2 separate regions of the Mus musculus genome follow, and region 2 is linked to region 1. A link is a contact called in public Hi-C data. All regions are on one chromosome and are shown on one strand. The core of a region is the stretch at or near the end of the contact, and the rest is flanking DNA. Distances in the headings are between cores, read along the strand shown.

The links. Hi-C and Micro-C count contacts between places; a contact is called where the count stands out from the background.
Region 2: a Hi-C map of cortical neurons shows a contact between it and region 1, with 2.0 times the contacts expected there. The contact joins two enhancer-like sites. A contact is called at or near these places in 3 of 484 Hi-C or Micro-C datasets (cortical neurons, cranial neural crest and embryonic fibroblasts) and 1 of 9 other capture datasets (adipose tissue).

The regions. Positions count from the first base shown.
Region 1 is chr10:23,115,276-23,120,871 of GRCm38.p6, forward strand. Eya4 (EYA transcriptional coactivator and phosphatase 4) reads right to left here. Exons shown (of 19, transcript NM_001347372.1): 14 at 1,545-1,603; 15 at 1,278-1,438. Among named protein-coding and RNA genes, the nearest start is that of Gm24655, 49 kb to the right of the region's middle. Within about 2 kb of position 2,191, at least 4 of the 459 cell types and tissues checked have an H3K27ac peak or open chromatin away from gene starts, as enhancers often do.
Region 2 is chr10:23,200,588-23,206,183 of GRCm38.p6, forward strand. The region is part of intron 3 of Eya4 (EYA transcriptional coactivator and phosphatase 4); the gene reads right to left. Among named protein-coding and RNA genes, the nearest start is that of Gm24655, 36 kb to the left of the region's middle. Within about 2 kb of position 2,719, at least 60 of the 459 cell types and tissues checked have an H3K27ac peak or open chromatin away from gene starts, as enhancers often do.

The sequences.
Region 1 (5,596 bases), core at 941-3,440:
CTATAAAGGGGGTATGAAAATATAAATGATTCAAACAATACTCTGTAAAGGGAGTATGCAAATTAAATAGTTTTATACTTCTCAGAGGGATGTTTAGTTTAAAAAAGTTTAAACATACTGTTTACAATTATTTTAAAAAGTGTCTGGGACAGAGCCTTAGAGTGAGTTAGGAGCTAAGCAGGAACGAGAGCCACATGGTGTCAGTAGAGCCTGCAGGGCTCAGTTATCTATGTGGAAATGATGCCTTCCCTGCAAAGCTTCCTGTCATTTCAACTGTTCATAAGTCTGTGACTCTGCCTTGTTTTTTACAGTTGCTGAGGGTTCCCTGAGCATCTGATGTGATTCAGTGTTAGCAAACACAGGAAAACAGACACGCAACCCCATCCTCAAGGTGGAAACAGATGGGGGCAGTGGGTTCGCTGTGGATGGACATTATATTTATCTTACTCTAGGGTGTACGTGTGAGCATACACATAGAATGCGTATGCGTATTTAGAAAATTCATTTTCTTTTGGCTTACTTTAGGTTTTTGTTCCTCAAAGATGCTTCATTTTAAAAGGAAAACAAACAGCTTGCTGGAAGAGTTGTGTGTGTGACTCTGGAACTAATCTTGAAAATGCGTTGACCTAAAAACTGATTCTAACAATAAAGACGATCCATTTTTTTTCCTGTATCTAGAAACACAGCTAGACTTGCAGTCTGAGGCTAAGGACCTCAAATTATATGAATAATTTATTATAAAATTATAAGTATAATGTGATTTAGATACTACCAACAGTGTATTGGAACTTTTAAAATCCAAAGATTACAGAGAGCACTATGTCCTATGTAGAGATACATTGTCAGACGATTTGTGAGGTTTTTTTTTTTAAACATCCAATAGATCTGTTGCACATTTTGAACTTTCACAAACTGCTGCATGAATATTCTCTCAGAGATTGGCACTAACTGAATAATTGTGGCTCTTATCTTTACAAGGACCTCTTGAACACCTCCTTCACTTGTCTGTTTTTTGTTGATAATGTCAGAGTAATACAGACGAAACAGAGAAAACATCCTAAAACACAAGGTTTCCGCAAACGGCCAAGTCCTTTTTCAGGGTGCACTGAACGCTTCCCTAGTAATCCCGAGAGCAGAAATCCAGGCTCGTTGCTTTTCAACTCGAGCCTTCATGGTTGGCTTTCCTTCATGGTTTTCTTTCCAGTAGCTAATTTCCACTGTGAAACTACAGCTTGAGTGTCAGAGTGCTGATACTGGGTGGAATCGGCCCCACGTACCTCCAACATTGTTCTTGTAGGTGTTATATAATTCCTTTACTCTTCTGTAACGAAAAGCCAGCTTCCTCATCCAGTCCACTCCTCCTCTCACACCTGTTGGCAAACAAAGGTTCGCACTACTTGCAGCTGCATGGAAGCCATCAGTTGCAAAACTGTAGGTACTGCAACACCCAAAATACATTAAAAAGAAACAGAAGAAATAATTACATGTGCAAAACTCCATAGCTGAATTTCTGTAGGAAACGGAAGACTGAGAGCGCAGCTTACCTTAAGTCCTGACCATTGTCGTCGGAGGAAACATCATCTATATGAACTTGATCACACTCCTGGGAAAAGGGAACAACAGACATTACCTATCACCCAAATGTGGCTAACACCTTCAGGTTTCCCATCATCCCACAGCATCAGGCTATGGCCACGAGGTGGCAGTATGGGTCCATTCTGCCTTCCCTCTGATACCTGCTTTCTTAAGCAGGCAGGGAAATGGTACCACCTCTTTGAGATCTAAATCCATAAAGCAGTCTGAAAACTTGGGGTGCTTTGAAAAATAAGTTTAATCTTAACATCATTGATAAGAATAGCTCTCTAATCTTTGAGACCAGTGCCCTTGCTAAGCTGAAAGTCTGCACCGTGCCTGGGGTCCAAGCATCTGAAGTGGTCACTGTTTCTTATTATTCGCTTGGTGGAAGTGGAGGGGTCCTGACCTCAGAACACGGCGTCTTGTGAGCTTTCCAAGACTTCCTGCTCTTTGCTGGTGTGAAGGTGTCATTTTACTTAAAGTCCTGGTTTTCTGATACAGAACAAAGGTAGTGGCCATAGAGACTGACACCTTCTTTCATCGGGCTTTAGTGTTTTTTAAATGTCAATGAATATTAGTAGTCTTGAAGATTTACATACCAAAAGCAATACAACCTCCAAGGAAAATAAATTTGTTAAGTTTGCCCACATTGGATCTGATTTCAAGTTAGAATTTGCTTAACGCAAATAGGGGCTTCCACATAGAAATTGGGCTCTTAGAGGTTCAAAAAATCTTGTTCTGACTTTAAATGATCTGCAAGGCTGCCGTGAAAGATTTCGTGATTTGAGGCAAAATTTGCTGAAGAGATTTAAAATGCCTAGCTCTCAGAAGAGTAAGTCCACAATTAGCAGTTACAAATGATCATAATTCATAATAAGTCAATGAGAAAGCGAGATGGAGAGAAAGGGACAGAGGGAGAGGGAGGGACAGAGACAGACAGACAGAGACAGAGACAGACAAAGACAGAGACAGGCTGATTGGCAGGGGATTGAAGCTAGGCCTGCACATGCTATGCAAGTGTTTTACTACTGACAGTGTTAACATTTCCCAGCTTTTGGGCCACTTCAAATGTATTATAATAGACCTGGAAGGGTCTGTAATCAAGTACCAAATGTAGAGTCTTCAGCCCCCACTCAGGATGTATTAACCCCATTTCAATGGACTCAGACTACCTTTAATGGACAGACTTGGAGGCCAAGGAGATGGCTCAGCAGCTGGTACAGAGCAAGCTGCCGAGCCTGAGGACCTGAGCTTGCGCCCAGGAGCCCACATGTTGGAAGGAGAGAAAGGACTCCCACAGCTTGTCCTCTGACCTCCACATGTGTGTGATGTGCACTGCGTCTTTTCACAGGTAAGTAAAACAAATGTGAACCAAATAAATAATAAGACACAAATTAAGCGGTGAGCACAGTCAGGAAAGTGTTCGTATGTGACTTCAAAATGTATTTGGGATGGAGAGGTGGCTCAGCATTGCAAAACATTGCTGTTCTTCCAGAGGAATCAGGTTTAGATCCCAGCACTCCTGATGAGGCTGATGCCTTCTCTGGGCACTGTATACACAGGGAACACATAGATACATGCAGGTAAGACACCCATAAATGTAAAATGAAAACAAAAACTTCAAAAATCTGCGTGTACTTACTCTAGAAGTTCTAAGGTTTACATAAATTACCAGTTAGTGATTTTCAAATAAACCTTTACCTATGTTCATAGGTAAGGGCTGAGGGGACTTATTCTACCTGATGCAGCTGAGGGTGCATGTGGGAGAGACAACCAGGATATATGGATTTTTAAAGGCATGCTCTAGAGGCAGGAAATAATCAACCCAGGCATTTGGGGAGTAAACAGGTTGGACAAAAAACTTAAAAACTAGAAGAAAGGCATTTATACAATGGGAGATATGCTCAAAGTATGCAACATAACTGGTTGAAATGGGCTTATATAGTTGGGCAGTGGTGGTACACACCTTAAATCCCAGAGCTTGGGAAGCAGAAGCAGGTGGATTGCTGAGATTTGGAGGCCAGCCTGGTCTACAGACAAAGTTTCAGGACAGCTGGGGTGCACAGAGAAGCTCTGTAAAGAGGAAGATGAAACAAAGAAAAGAAGGGAGAAAGAAAGAGAAGAGAGAAAGAAAGAGAGAAAGAAAGAAAGAAAGAAAGAAAGAAAGAAAGAAAGAAAGAAAGAAAGAAAGAAAGAAAGGAAGGAAGGAAGGAAGGAAGGAAGGAAGGAAAAAGTAAGGAAGACGGAAGGAAGAAGGAAGGAAAAAGAAAATGTCCTCATGTAACTCTATCACGTTCAGTGAGTATAAACCAATAAAATAAAAACCTGAATCAAAAGCAACAGACTTGCTTCTTGACCACATTGCAGAAGTCTAGGCAGTGATAGTACTTGGCAGAGTTTCTCAGTCATTTCGAGTTCCTAACACAACGTTATAGTGACATAAATTAATACCCTAGATGGCGAGGCTTGTGGAAAGTGTGTGTGTCATCAGTAGAGAAAGAAGAAAAAGAACAGAATAGGAGATGAGGCCGCCTGAGCTATCTTGGTATCCCACAGTTGAGAGGGATGAGGGCTACCCTGAAACAGGAGGCATTGCACCTCCAAAAATCAGCCTTTCAGATGCAAGCGTTTCAAGCTGCCACCCCGGGGCTTTAACCTGACTAAGCAGTTAGCATGGAAGCTGGAAACCCCATTTTCCTCCAGAATATGGAGGCACTTAAGGAGCTCTCACAACCTAAGTGTCTTCAGACATGGTAATATTCTTTAAACAAGTGTTAACATGTATAGGTGTTTGGCCTTCATGTATATCTGTGTACTGTGCATGTATCTGGTACCCGTTGAGTCCAGAAGAGGGTTGGTTGCCATGGGACTGGAGTTGCAGAGAGCTGTGAGCAGCCGTCTGGGTATTAGGAACTGGACCTAGGTCCTCTGGAAGAGCAGCCAGTGATTTTAGCCACTAAGCCATCTTTCCAGCTCAGACATGGTGATATTCTTGGGAGGCGTTTAGAGAGAAATTAGTACCTGCAGCTTCTCACTTTGCTGAACTTCTGAAAGCGTTCCTTATGTAAATAACCTCCATCTCTTAACATAATATGCTTATTCTATAAAACCCCCAAAATGGTGAGGGGGATTTTTGTGAGCGCCTCTAACCACCAGAAGCTATTTTTCTAAAACAGTATTTCTCCATTCTAATTTTTTAAAAAGCTCTCCTGACATTTCAAGTATTAGCCCACATGTTTAATTTATACATAACTTGCCCCCAAATTCATTTTTTACTCCAGAGGACAACAGCTTATCAGACTCATGGACCGTGCACTCTGTACTTGAAGTTAGGTTTGAGGGTCTTCCAAATCTATCTTCTCTTTATATTTATGCTTAGTAATGCTGTGTGTTGACTCTGGACAGTTGCCCAGGGATTACAGTCCAGTGAAAGAAACTTGAACTTCAATTATATATATATGGAAAGATAAATAATTGTTCATCAACTAGTTTTCATTGTGGAAACCATGCAGGAGTCATTTTAACCTAAACCTCACATGCTCCAAAAACATTCAAGGGCTTTGGTTTTGAACACAGCTTAGCAAAGACCTCAAATTCTTAAAATAATTCTGGTGTTAATCATAAATGCTTTAAATTTGTCTTACAAGGGAACCACAAAGTTGTCCCTCATCTATTCCAGGTATAAGTCAGAACACTCTTCTCTCACATTTGTGAACCCCAACTCCCTGGTGCTTTCTCCTCTGGAAGTTATTCTAACTGAAATAACATTTTTTTGAACAGAGAGCATTCTCTTGCCGGGGGTGGGGGTGGGTGGAATGGAATGAAGTGTTGAGTGCTCAGATTCAGATTTGCAAGTTTTAAGGATGTTTGAGAGGAACAGCTGCCAGTGCCCATGGTGTATCGTGGACTGAAGTTTTTAATGTTTCAAATAGACATGTGAATTCTCACAAAAGACCCTGAGAGATTAAATATACAAGAGAAACAATGCTCACAATAAGCTAATGGTATACGGACTGTTTTG
Region 2 (5,596 bases), core at 1,469-3,968, 86 kb after region 1:
TTTGTGTTTAAGAAACACCAATCTGGGTACGGTGGATGACACCTGTAATCGGAGCCTTCAGGAGGGAGAGGCAGAAAAGTACTACATGTTTTATATAACAGAATATTTAAATGTTAGAATATGATATTTTAAGGTGGAAGAACATTTTAATTTACCTCCTGATAATATTAATATGGTTCTAATGCATTTTAAAGTGTCATTTAGCTTTAAAATATAAGGAAAACCTGCCATTTACAACAATATTCATGAACCTAGAAGATATGGCGCTAAATGAAATGGGCACAGAAGTCAAATTATTATAAAAAATCTCTCTTACATGTTTTGAATTGTTGACTAGAAATAGAAAACTAGCAATCAGAGATGAGTTGGAAGTCCATGAGGAGATGTGCATCAAAGAGTAGAATTGTGGTTATACAGGATAAATAAGCCCAGAGATCTCTCCTACACCATGATGAATACAGTTAGCAATGTTGTATCTTACTAGAAGTTTGCTAAGAGTATAAATTCTAAGTGTTCCATCAACCACTCGAAGCAAACAACAACAAAGAGAATCTTAAGCCAAATGAAGAACATGCTAATTATCTCAAGTATTGTGTGTGTGTATGTGTGTGTTAAAATGCCTGCTTCCTTCTTGGTCATTTGAATGACTATTAAAAGGTACAGGTCTCATATGCTTTTAAAACACTTGAAACACAACTACATCATAGCAGTGTTACTAGTATTTGAAAACAGGAAGTTCTGAAAGCAGCTCAGTAGTGGGGTAGTTGTGTAGATTTTCAAGGCTTTGAGCTCAAGTCCAGAATGGCAAGGGAAGTAGCCTTGAGGAAGATAGTAACACATAGCTACTAAACTCTGTAGATTCAATATGTGTAATTAATTTAATGGGATGATAAAGGGATATATCAGTGCTTGCCGAAGTATGCCAATAAATCTGCAAGAGCCCCCCCCCCCACTGAAAACAGTACACAGAAAATAAAACTACAATGTGCTGTTGTGTGCCCTTAGTGTTTATTTCTTTTCCCAAATACTAGTCTAGTACACTAGGATGTGTTTCACATTAAAATGTAAGTAGATTCTTCCATATGAAACAATATACACCAGACTGAAGTACATTGTGCCTTGTTAGCATTTATTCAGTTTTGTTGTGTTTTGTTGGGAATATAGAATTGCTGTTTCCTAAAAGTTAGAAAGAAAAACGATGTTGTGATCCCTTTAATAATTAGGAAGTGGATTAACTCAACCTCTTTCATTGAACTACTTAAGTTCATCATTGAATCTGGAATTCTCTTTCTCCCCCACATTTTATCACATGTTTTAATGAAGCCGCACTACTAAGCAATCAGGGCAGAGAGTTCCTAACTAAAGGGAAGGTTTTCCTCACAAGAGGTTGATAGTTTAGTCCTGTAGAGAGAGTCTGTGTGTGCTAGGCTGAGAGAGGACTGGACTAGATGTTGAAGGAGAGGAAGGGGTAGAGGTAGCCAGTCTGGAGCAGCCCCAGACTTGGAAGCACAGACTAGCTGTTGCTTTCTCTAGAGCCTTCTTTTGCCAGTAGCTCAGAGTTCAGCCAGCTTTACCAGAGCAGCCCTTCTCTCCATGCCTAAACAAGCCAAAGACCTTCTCTGACCCAGGTGAAACGCAATCAGAAGCCTCCTCGGCTCCAGTAGGTTTAGTTTCCTAGATTCAATTAAGTGGAGTCTACTAGGAATTTGTAAATCAAATAGTGAACTTTTTGCACATTCAGCCAATTTGGGATTTCAGTGTTTGTTATACCTTTTTTTTTTTTCCTGAAAAAAGGATGGAAATACAGCTGCTTTCTTCTTTTTTTTCTTCCCCTCTCTTTCACTATTTCCCTCCTTTCTTTCTTCTTTCCTTCCTTCCTTCCTTCCTTCCTTCCTTTCTTCCTTCCTTCCTTCCTTCCTTCCTTCCTTCCTTCCTTCCTTCCTCCCTCCCTCCCTCCCTCTTTCTTTCTTTCTTTCTTTCTTTCTTTCTTTCTTTCTTTCTTTCTTTCTCTCTCTCTCTCTCTCTCTCTCTCTCTCTCTCTCTCTCTCTCTCTCTCTCTCTCTTTCTTTCTGTTTCCAATTTCCCTTATTTCTTATTGAAGTCTCTCCTGTGTTCTTAACATTCCTAGACTACTGTCTGTCATGAAGTTCAAGTCTGTTTTCCAAAGGGAAGATTGCCAGAAAATCAAATGTTGTGGTTGCCTGGTTTTCTCTAGCATTCTTTGGAGGTTTTGCAAAGGAGGTAGAGATAGGGAATAAATACATTGACCAAAATGAAGAACTAACCGTGAAAACGATATCAAGATGAGCTTTTACTTACGGATGACACAAACGCTCCCAGAAGTACCTTTCCTAGCTTTATGCTGTAGTTTTCATTGCTGCTGGTAGTTTGGATCCTGCTAATAAGCATTTATGACACAAATTAGGAATGTATTACTAGAACAACACAATGTGCATGCTACCGGCCTGTGTGGTGGATAGGTCATTACTCCTCTGACTTTTTGAGGAAAAATGTTCTCCTCAACATTTCACTTGTAAAGTAGTGAAGATAGTTCTCCTCCCAGAGTCTGTCTCCTCGGGGGATTCTGCAAACACTTTGGATAATGAGTTGGATTTGTTGAGAATTCTTTCATGTGGTTACATGGCAGATGGACTGACTGAACAGTCATGTGAGGGTAAGAAGAGAAACACTTCTGTGTGGTTTCTGGATTCTGCATATAAGACTGGGTAAATCTTAGCAGGATTTTAGTTACAGACGGGCTCGGCAGGGTTGCATCACAGAGGCATCCTGAAGTCATGGGAAAGCTGAGAATCAAAGTGATGGACTTTGGGCATGAACTTACCATGTGCTGGGTGGAGGTTTGGGGAAGTTCCTTTAATTCACTAGCTCCACTTTTGAAAGATTAGGCAGCCCATTCTCAAATGGTGTACACTTAACATTAAGCAGTCTCATTTGTTTCTAGGAAGTCTGATCATTTTGCACAACTAAAACCTTTGTGACATTGCCTAACGCCCCCTAATTACTCTCGTTAGTCGTGACATGAGAATTAGTCACAGCCTTCGTCAGAGCCAAGTTCCTTCTCCCCATATGTGTGTGATTGAGGGTTAATTTGAGTTCTGTTGTCAAGGGGTTTGATGCTGGTTTTGACTGCGTGTGCTCACGCACGAGAGCAAGTGTGTGTGTGTGTGTGTGTGTGTGTGTGTGTGTGTGTGTATCACTTCCAGTGAAGAGCAATTTGGTAAGTAGTAAAAAAAAGAAAAAAAAAAAAAGAAAAAGTTCACCTTCACTAGCTCCACTTTGATCTTGTGAAATCCCTTCTCAACCTGGGTTTAATTGTGAGTGCAATAGAATTGGTGGCTCCATGATTCTTAGATCTCTCTGTGTAGCTGTCAGGTTACATACAAGAAAGCTTAGCTCCTGCTGGCACAGAAATCCTGAAGTCTGGATCACTCGCCAAGGGATGAAGCCAGCGTGTTGTGGAAGAATCTACAGCCCCCACATTTGCTGAGGCACTAGTCATAACTGCCAAGATGTTGAAATAACCGAATTAGTCATTAATGTCAACTGACTGTCTCCATCAGATTAGCCTATGCACATGACGAGGGGCACTCTTGGATTGTTAGTGGATCTAGGGAGCCCAGCCCATTGACTGCAGTGTCATATCTAGGCAGGTGGCTCTTTGATGTAGAAAAAGGTACTGAGCAAAACAACAGGAGCAGAAAAGCAGAAATACCCATCCAGTCTTACTACTGGCATGGTGTATAAATAATTTTACAGAGTAGAGATGCTGGTGTGAGCTTCCCTGGTCTCCCACAGGCTCTCTGCATGGTTGTCCTGTGCTGTACAGCAAACCTTAGCTACCTGTGGCTGCACTGGTGTAAGACGGTGAAAACGAAGGAATCGGCTTGCTTCTCAGTGTGCTAGTCTCAGCTCAGTCGCTCATTGGTTGAGTGTAGCTAGTGCCCACTGCACAAGACAACACATCTAAAAGGACATCCCCATCATCTCAGAAAGTGTACTGGACAGCACCACCCACCACAGAAAGAAAACAAATCGAAATTGTTTGTTCTTCAGTTCTCAGCCCTTTGATGGTGTTTAGGTCAGGATGCCCCCAACTCCTCTGCCTCCCACCCTGTCATTTAGCAGCCCTTCTCATCCTCACTGTGCTTGAGCTGACCACACAGCTCCTTAAACACCAGCAGTTGCTACCCCAGGACCTTTGCACATGCTGTTTTCTCTCCTTGATACTCTTCCCCTGGTATCTGCATAAGTATTTCTTTCAACTCTTACTTCTGTTCCTTCACTGAAGACCTCTCACATAATGTCTTCTTTTCCTGATATACTATTGCCAATGGCATTTATTATCACACAGTGTATTGATTACTACATCAGTCTTTATTATAATCTGTTTCTCTTAATTAGAATTTAAGTCCCCACAGGGAAAATTTGTTAGTGTACTTTAGCATCATCCTTTCTGCTTGAGAAATCAATGAGTTGAGAGTGCTGGTGTGCATCAAAGAGCTAGTAACTCCTGAGCATGGTTGTTGAAATCGGTGTGCCAGTCAGGGCTTCCTGAAGAGGCCAGGGCGAGTTTGTAAACAGTCTTAGGCATTTTACAAATTTGCTGTTGGCTACTCCACTTCACTCTCTATTCTATAGATAATGTATTTCAACAAGAACCTGGTGATTTCTAAGAGGTGTTTTCATTCAGGGTTTCTGTTTGGGAAGGTTGTGGCCAAATGGTCCTGGTCCATTCATTCTTTTACACAACAGATGCACAACACCCTTTCATGAGCCAGAAAACAGGGATTAAAAAACCTATTCCCTACCAACTCAAAGTCTACTTGCAAGGCAGAAGTCACAACACTCTAGCACTGTGTGAAAAGAACATTGAATTAGAGAACACAGGGCAGACAAACCAGCAGGCAGATGCCTCTAACCCATGAGAGAAAGGAGCTGCTTCCAGGTGAACTGGGCTCATAGATGAGGAGGAACCACGATGGTGTTGTCAGGCAGAAAGCTGGGCAGGCTTAAAAGCATCCACACATGTGAGAGGGGGACTGAGAGGTCACAGCAGCCTTTGAAACAGGAGTTCCAATTCCCATTTGCAACCTCACAGGAAGAGCCAAGGGATGGAAAGGTAGCTGGAGGCAACATGTGAGTGTGGAAGGATTCCAGAACTCACCAAAAGTGACTCCTGTTGGGACTGAACCCACGAGGGCATTTGTTAATAACTGAACACCCTGAAAATTAATGTCTTATTTTATGCTAGAAAAAACTTGATTAAGATGGTAATTAAAATTTTTCACTATGACTGAAGACGAAGAAGATGAAGCTGTTAGTGGTTGTTATATTAGGTAAGAGAACTGTGTATATTTCCTAACTATATTATCTGTGCCATACTAGATTGATAATATTAAAGGAGTCTGTTGTAAATGTTAGAAGACAGGCATTGAGAGCCAGGAGCCTCTGCTGTCTCAATCCAGTTAACACTGGGCAGTGTTGTATGAAGGGGCCTGGGACAGGGAGAGGCTCATGGTGAGGACTGGCTGGATGAAGGACTGGAGCATGGGCATACAGAAGTTCAGCAGTGAGT